2 separate regions of the Sus scrofa genome follow, and region 1 is linked to region 2. A link is a contact called in public Hi-C data. All regions are on one chromosome and are shown on one strand. The core of a region is the stretch at or near the end of the contact, and the rest is flanking DNA. Distances in the headings are between cores, read along the strand shown. Region 1 holds the start of B4GALT7 (beta-1,4-galactosyltransferase 7). Region 2 holds the start of RMND5B (required for meiotic nuclear division 5 homolog B (S. cerevisiae)).

The links. Hi-C and Micro-C count contacts between places; a contact is called where the count stands out from the background.
Region 1: a contact with region 2 is called in a Hi-C map of liver, with 5 times the contacts expected there. The contact joins the promoter of B4GALT7 here to the promoter of RMND5B in region 2. A contact is called at or near these places in 1 of 5 promoter capture datasets (liver), 5 of 47 Hi-C or Micro-C datasets (embryonic fibroblasts, fetal skeletal muscle, heart right ventricle and 2 more) and 1 of 2 datasets of contacts at active chromatin or transcription factors (alveolar macrophages).

The regions. Positions count from the first base shown.
Region 1 is chr2:80,357,599-80,361,297 of Sscrofa11.1, forward strand. It overlaps B4GALT7 (beta-1,4-galactosyltransferase 7), which reads right to left and starts at 2,280. Exons shown (of 6, transcript NM_001168422.1): 1 at 2,229-2,280. The coding sequence starts at 2,278.
Region 2 is chr2:80,244,544-80,248,518 of Sscrofa11.1, forward strand. RMND5B (required for meiotic nuclear division 5 homolog B (S. cerevisiae)) reads right to left here and starts at 2,521. Exons shown (of 11, transcript NM_001243800.1): 1 at 2,457-2,521; 2 at 2,161-2,280.

The DNA.
Region 1 (3,699 bases), core at 1,030-3,529, 110 kb after region 2:
AAGCCTTTGGAATTCTGAAATCATCTGTGTCCCTGCTTGTCTTCCCCATTGGTAATCAGATTCATATCTGTGCCCACAGCACAAGTCACACAGCAGAGGACTTGCTAAGTGAGTTATAGGAAGGGTTCAAGCATTCAGGGCATGCTTGCCAAATACAAGAGCCAGATCAACTTCTGCCTCTCTCTTGAGGCACAACTGCCAACTTGGAAGCCAGCAGCCCTGAGACCAGGCGCGGGTCCCATACGCAGCAGAGAAGGGGCCTGGTAGGACACCCTCACAGGCTTCTGACTTACCCCCCGTTGTCCTGTGGTGGGGGTTTCCGCTGGGGAGGAGCAAAGGCCAATCCTGCCAGTGGCCTGGTAAGTCTGGAACCTCTACAGATTCTCTCTTTGGGTTCTTTCTTGGGGTGGGGTAGAGGCCAGGGAGAGGGACACTGGGCAATATCCCACCTTGGGGGAAGAAGCAGTGACCATTATCTGGGAGAATGGCATGGATTGGGCATTCCATGCACTTCCACATGCTGATCCCTCAGTCCAGCCTTTCCTTCCTCCCAGGATACATACTCATGGGCACTCTCTTCCTGTGCCCCAAACCATTGAACAACCGAATTTAGAGCCGAATTTAGTGTCCTCTGGACCTTGGACACTGAGAAAAGTTGCTCCTTGTGCCACCTGGTGGCAAACTTTAGATCTGCAGTCTCAGCTGCTCCCAGACCCAGGCCACTCTGGTTCTGGGGAGGCAGACTGGAAGAGGTTTTGTCTACATCATCAGTCTGTGCCCAAGGCTAATGAGAGGCAGATTCAAACCCATACAGACTGGTTCCAGTGCCATAATTCTTAACTGCTACAATAGCCTGCATCTGTTGCACGGATCTTTGTACCTGTGGGTCAAAAGTAGCACTGACATTGGTAAAGTTTTCTGGGAGCATGGTTATGTTCCAAAAGTTTATGGGAAGGAATTGGGAACTGGACATTCTCCTCCATTACCTTTCCTTTCTTCTCTCACACAAACCTTAGTGGTACAGGTTTGACTACTCAGCTGCTCTGGTGTCAGCACCTTCAAGCTGCAAAAGCAACTGGAAGTCAACTGGCATCTCCTCTATGCCAAGCAGTGTCAAGAGTTTTACATATATGACTTCCTTTCATCCTCAGATAGACTTGAAGAGCAGATATTATGATCCCTGTTTCAGAGATGGAAAAGCTGAGGAGAAAGATTTAAGTCTGCTTCTGGTCACATGGCTATCAAAGAGGATTCCTGTCCAGGCCTAAATCCACAGTCCAGGCTTTCTACCATAGTCCTGTCTTCTCGCTTCAACACAAAGTCTGAAAAATCCCCAAAGATTAAAGAGTTGTGCCCACTCTATTCCAGTCGTTAGGCATCTGGCAAACTTAAGAGACATAAAGAAAATGAGGTGACATCCACTCACTAGGTAGATCCACCATCATGTGTTCTAGTGAGCAGAGTTTTGGCAGTTCATCTCAAAACTGAAGTGTGGGTGTCCTTCCAAATGTAAACGGCCAAATAGCTCTCCTCTACCTCCCATTTTGCTTTAGTGGTAATCACTAGCTAAGGTCTGGGTCAAGCTCACACCCAACACAAGGGGCAGACCACATTCAAGCACAGCTACACCGGAAATGAACTAACGTTGCAGTCTGAGGAGTGTTTAGTCTCCGCCAGGCAGTGGCCAGCCAGGCAGAGCATAGAGCTTCTGTTGGGTGTATTCTTCTGGGCAGTCAGAAAAGACTGGGGAAGCATGAGGAGGGAGGGTAGGGTCTACGGCAACGTGGATGTGATGCGGGATGCAGAGACCAGAGAAAGACAGAACCTCTGAAACCAGAGACAGACAGAGAGACATCCACTGAGGGAGGCCAACGAAGCCAGAGACCTGCACGATGATAGAGGCCAGTGGAAAAACACAGAAACCCATGAGAGAAAGAGACTCGAACAGAGGGATAGAAACTCACAAAGGGAAGTCAACGGAGAAATACAGACCTGCTGCGTGAGGAAGACCTGCGGAGTGACGGGGACTGGTAGAGACAGAGACCTACACACAGAGAGACAGAGACGCGAATACAGAGAGAGCAGTGACCCACAAGGAGAACCACAAACCCTCAGAGAGCCCCGCAGAGACGGAGACGCGACGGCCTCGGGCTGCTGAATCCCACGGGGCGGCCCGGAAAGGATCGGCACCCGGGAGGACGTGGCCCGGGCCGGCCACCGCCGCTCACCTGCCGTCCTCCCAGGGCAACTGAGCCGCTTTCCTCCGGGAGGGGAACATCGTTGGGGGAGGCGGCGGCGCATGGAGCTCTAGCTCCGAGCCGGGCCAGCCCGGCCTCCCCGGCCTACGCGGCGCCTCCGCCTCCCGCCCCGCCCAGGCCCGTCCGCCCCGCCCCTGGGTCCGCTGGGTCCGCTGCTCCGGCCGAGCCGTGTGCTCCCCGGAGCTGCAGCGTCAAAGGTTCCGCGTCCGGAGGAACACGTGAGCGCTCCAACCGCCTGAACTGCTGTTTTCCGAGAACCGCTTAACATCCCGAGAAATTGGGACCCCAGGGAGGGCTCAAGTCAATGGTCTGGGACTGGACTAAGACCACAAACTTCCAAATCAGCGCCCTGGATCTCCTGCGTCTTCCTCCTCTTCCCAAGGGAAGGCAGGGAGCGTCTGAGCCGCGGTCAACCCAGGTGCAACAAGCTTGGATGGGGACAGAGCCAAGTGCAGGGTTCACCTGGGGTTCGGGCAATACCCTAAGTGATACCCCAAGTAGTAGTTAGGAGCGGCACTAAAGGCAAATTGACTGTATTTGAAACCTGATTCTGCCAATTTGGCTGTTTGGGAGCAAGGCACAATATTTTGCTTCTGTTTCCTCACCTAAGTAAATTGTTCTGATCTATATGGTTACTGTGAGGATTAAAGGAGAGAAAATGCAAACACTTGGTACAGTGATGGGCACAATAGTCAACGCTATATAAATGATAAATGTCATCCAGGGGAGGAGTACTTAGGTGGAGCTGAGGTGAGTACTTAAGAAGGGCATAGAAGATAGATTTCCCATATCTGACCTGTCACTGTAATTTAGCCCTATGCTGGGCCAGCTTCCCTCCTGGGAAGAGAGAGTGGCAATGTTATTAGACTTAATCTCTGTTCTTCCAGGCAAATTTTGTTTCCTAATAAATAGCTAACATGCATTGAGTTGTGACTATGTGCCAGTCATTGTTTTAAATTCTTTGCTACTGTCAGAGTTCCCATCGTGGCGCAGCATTAATGAATCTGGGTCTGATTCCTGGCCTCGCTCAGTGTGTTAAGGATCTGGCATTGCTGTGAGCTGTGGTGTAGGTTGCAGATGTGGCTCAGAGCTGATGTTGCTGTGCCTGTGGCGTAGGCCGACAGCCATAGCTCCAATTCAACCCCTAGCCTGGGAACCTCCATATGCCTTGGTTGCGGCCCTAAAAAGCAAAAATAGATACTTTACTATTGTTAACTCAATCTATTCTTGTGAGTATGGTACTTACTATGCCCACTTTTTTTTTTTTTTTTTTTTGTCTTTTTGCCATTTCTTGGGCTGCTCCCTCGCCATATAGAGGTTCCCAGGCTAGGGGTCCAATCAGAGCTGTAGCCGCCGGCCTACACCAGAGCCACAGCAACTCGGGATCAATCTGAGCCGCGTCTGCAACCTACAACACAACTCACAGCAACGCTGGATCCTT
Region 2 (3,975 bases), core at 1,271-3,770:
ACAAAAAAAAAAAAAAAAAAAAGAAAGAAGGAAAGAAATCAGGTTCCAGATATACTCACAGCAACATCAAAAAGATCCCAAAACATAGTACTGAAGGGAAAAAAAAGAAACAAAATGAAGCCCAGGCAGAATACCATTTATAGAGATTAAAAATATATGCATACAACCAAGGACACAAGCAAAAAAAAGGATATATGCTGAACACATCAGAGTGGTTTGCTACAGTGCAGGGAGAAGGGAGGAATGCGGGTAAAAGAGAATAAGTAAATAAATGCAAAGGAGAAAAAGGCCCTGCAGGGACCAGTTAAATGTATCGTGAACTGAGAAGTGTGATTACCTCAATAAAAAAAAATTGTAAATAAAATAAACAAGATGGGAAAGCAGAACTGCTTGCAGTTATTTCACCTGAAAAGATTAAGAGGCCAATTCAGAGTGTCCAAGGTGAAGCATTCTGCCTTAATCAGTCAGTCATCTTCACCAGGCACAAGGATAGAGGAGTGTATGAGTTTGTCTTCAGGATTAATCCAGGGAAGTTCAATTCCACTGTCCTAAGCCCACCTCCCTAAGGTTTCACTTGGACAGAAATCACCTACCAGGGTGACCCTTCCAAAACAACACATCAGATCCCATCACCACATACAAGCCCTTTGCAACTGCACTTTCACTTCCTTCGCACAAGCTGTTCAGAGCGCCCTCAACACTTTCCTGCACGGAGAACACAAGATGCAGTTTTATCATCAGCTCCTCAACGAATCTCCCTGCCTCCTCTTCTGCTTCACAAACAAAACCTTTGTTGAGGGTGTCCATTCCACACACATCTGAGTTCCCAGCACTGCAGCATGCCTACTCGCTCGTCCACCTCCCCACACTAGACTGCTCAGGGCTGGAATCCAATCTCATCCTCTCTCCCTTCAGTGCCCTGGTCCACAATGGGTGCATCCACTTCCTAACTAGGGGGCCTGAGCTCAAACCTGCCAGGGTTAGGCAGGAAGAAATATTAAAATCCCCACCAAGGCAGGCATATGGGTTTTGTCTCCAGTGTTCAGTATCCTAAAACAAGAGGGCCCTTTCTGGTGCCAGGGAGGAAGAAGGGAAATGTGCACACATTACAGAAAGGTCCCCGTTGTCTGACACTGAACTGAACAGCCTCTGCTGGCCCAACCCTTCATCTTTTGCACCCCCACCTTTATCCATTTTCACCCTACACATCACTCCTCTGTTTAAAACCCAATAGATTCCCACTGTACTTAGAATAAAAACCCTTCTTTTTTTCTTTTTTGGCCACGCCCAAGGCATGCAGAAGTTCCCAGGCCAGGGATTGAATCTGCACCAGTGACAACACTGGATCCTTAAACCACTGAGCCACCAAGGAACTCCACCACCCTTTTTATGCCCAAAATCTCTCTCTCTGCTCCTACCATTCTCCCCCTCAATGGCCATATTCCAACCACACTAGCCTTCCTTCCATTTCTTTTCTTTGTCTTTTTGCCTTTTTTAGGGCCGCATCCGTGGCATATGGAGGTTCCCAGGCTAGGGGTCTAATTGGAGCTGTAGCCACCAGCCACAGCCACGCGGGATCCGAGCTGCGTCTTCGACCCACACCATCGCTCATGGCAACGCCGGATCCTTAACCCACTGAGCAAGGCCAGGGATCGAACCCACAACCTCATGGTTCCTAGTCGGATTCGTTAACCACTGCGCCACGACGGGAACTCCTTCCTTCTATTTCTTGAACATCAGTTTATGTCTACCTCAGAGCTTTTGCACTGGCTGTTCCCTCTGCCTGGAACACTCTACTCCCAGATCTTCCTGTGGCTAGTTCCTTATCAGAGTCTCAAACGCAAACGTCATTTCTCCAGAGACGCTCTCCTAGACCACAGTATCTAATGCTGCCCCCTCTGCCCCACCCCACACCTGTCGCTCTATCAATTCACCCTGTTCCTTATTCTCATTGCACACCTTTTTTTTTTTTTTTTTTTGTCACATTTTTTGTCATTAACCAAAACTGGAGCGAGGTAAAAGCCCACCGTTTTTCTGGACGTCAGCCACCACTGGGAGTTTCACCTGCGTGAACATGCAAATTGCTGGCAAACTCCTACTCATCCTTCAAAAGACCTTAGTCGAATGCCCTGCCTGGCTCCCACGTCCGTAACGGGTTACCTCCGACCCCGCCGGGTCGCACTAGATTGGGACGTCTGAGTTCGAGCGACTCCCCCAGCAAGGGTGGCTCCTCGAAGGTTCTGAGTTTGTGAGGGTCCAACTCCCAGCCTGGGCCGACGTCTGTGGAGAAAACAAGGGCAAAGAGGACTGGTCGGGGGGCTTATTCGCGGGGCTTCAGAGAAGACCCGGAGGCTGGGAGTCTAGCGAAACACGGGCCCCCAGCGCCCGAGTCCGTGGTCCCGGCGCGCCCTGCCCTCTAGTCGCACCTCCCCTCCCGGAAGCTCGCGGCCTCTCACCTGGTCCCGCAGCCTTGGCCCTGGCTTCCGGCGCCGAGCCGCTGCCATCGGAACCGGAAGCTACTGGCCGTTGCTCCGCAGCTCCGGACTCGCCCACTCGCGGCTTCAAGGAGGGGTGGCCAAGCCTCCCCCTCCCGCGTGCCAAGGTTGGAGTCGCCCGCAGGATCCCCGCGGCAGCTGGCTGCCTCACCTCCCGAAGTCGGGACGCTGCGCAGGTGCTCCCCTGGGCCCTCGGGGCCGCCGGCAGAGCCCCGAACCTTCCCTTCAGCGGGAAGGAATCCGAGCGACCCACTTGCTGGCCAGCGGGTGTGCGCACTGCGGCGCCTCGTTCAGAAGTCTTAAACCAGAAATGACTGTGCCTCCCCCCCCTCCCCGCCCTCCAACTTCGTTTAAAATAAAGACATTTGAGAACTATGTCTAGATACTCATATTGCAATAGAACAAAGGGTGGGGGGGAAAATGTGTACATGTAAGAGTAACTTGATCCCCATGCTGTACAGCAGGAAAAAATAAAATATAAAAAAATAAATTAAAGACAGTACTGAACAACACAATGCCTGTAAGCGATCCAACGGTTAGGCTTTCCCGCGACAGCGCCTTGATTCTCTTTTTGAAATATCAAATGATGTTTAAAAGAAAAGTTCCTCTTTTCTGCCCTATCCCTGCTGCTCCTCTAAGCCCGGACTTAATACTCTGGGCGTTCAACAGAATTAAATTCTACTGTGAGAGACCGACCCCCTGCTCTGCTGCCCTCCATCGGTCGCCCTCCTTTTGGAGTTGGGGGGGAGACGGGTTGCACAATTGCCCTAAGGAGGGAGAAATAAGGATTGGGAAGGAGGAGAGAGGAAGCAGTGATCCCAAACGCAGGCCAAGACTGAATTCCCCCTCCCAGGTCCCCTTCCTCTGCAGGGAAAAGGCAGAGAAGTTTCCCACCTCCTCCTCAGACTTAAGGGACTTGGACTAGAAAGAGCGCAAGAGAAAAGACTCGGTCTCATTTTCCATAACTTCCTGCTCTCTTTTAGACCAGATTCATTCCAGGGCATTTTACCCTCTAACCCTCCACGCCTCCTCCCCACTCCCATAAAACACGCTTGCACAATCTTGGTTTGTTTTCTCTATAGCACTTGCACAATCCAGTCCTGTTTTCTTTATAACATTTAACTTTAAATTATCTTGAGCGTATATTTGCTTATTCTTGTTCTTCCTGCCCCTAACACCCCACCCCCCTACACACACACACACACACACACACACCCTCTTTTAGGATAAAAGCTCCATCCAGGCCAGGACTTTCTAATCATCGCTGTTATATCTCCAACATTCTCCAACATATGTGCTTGGAACACAGTAGGTGTGCAGAAATAGTCTGAAGTGACCAGTATCCTCCACTTATGAATGAGGAAACTGCGGCTCCAAAACCTGACGAAACACGCAATGAAGAGGGCGGTGCACAGCACCTCCTGGAGCCCGCGTGAGCGTCGCAGCATCCTGGAGAGGCGGGTCTGCTCTGCACGGTGAG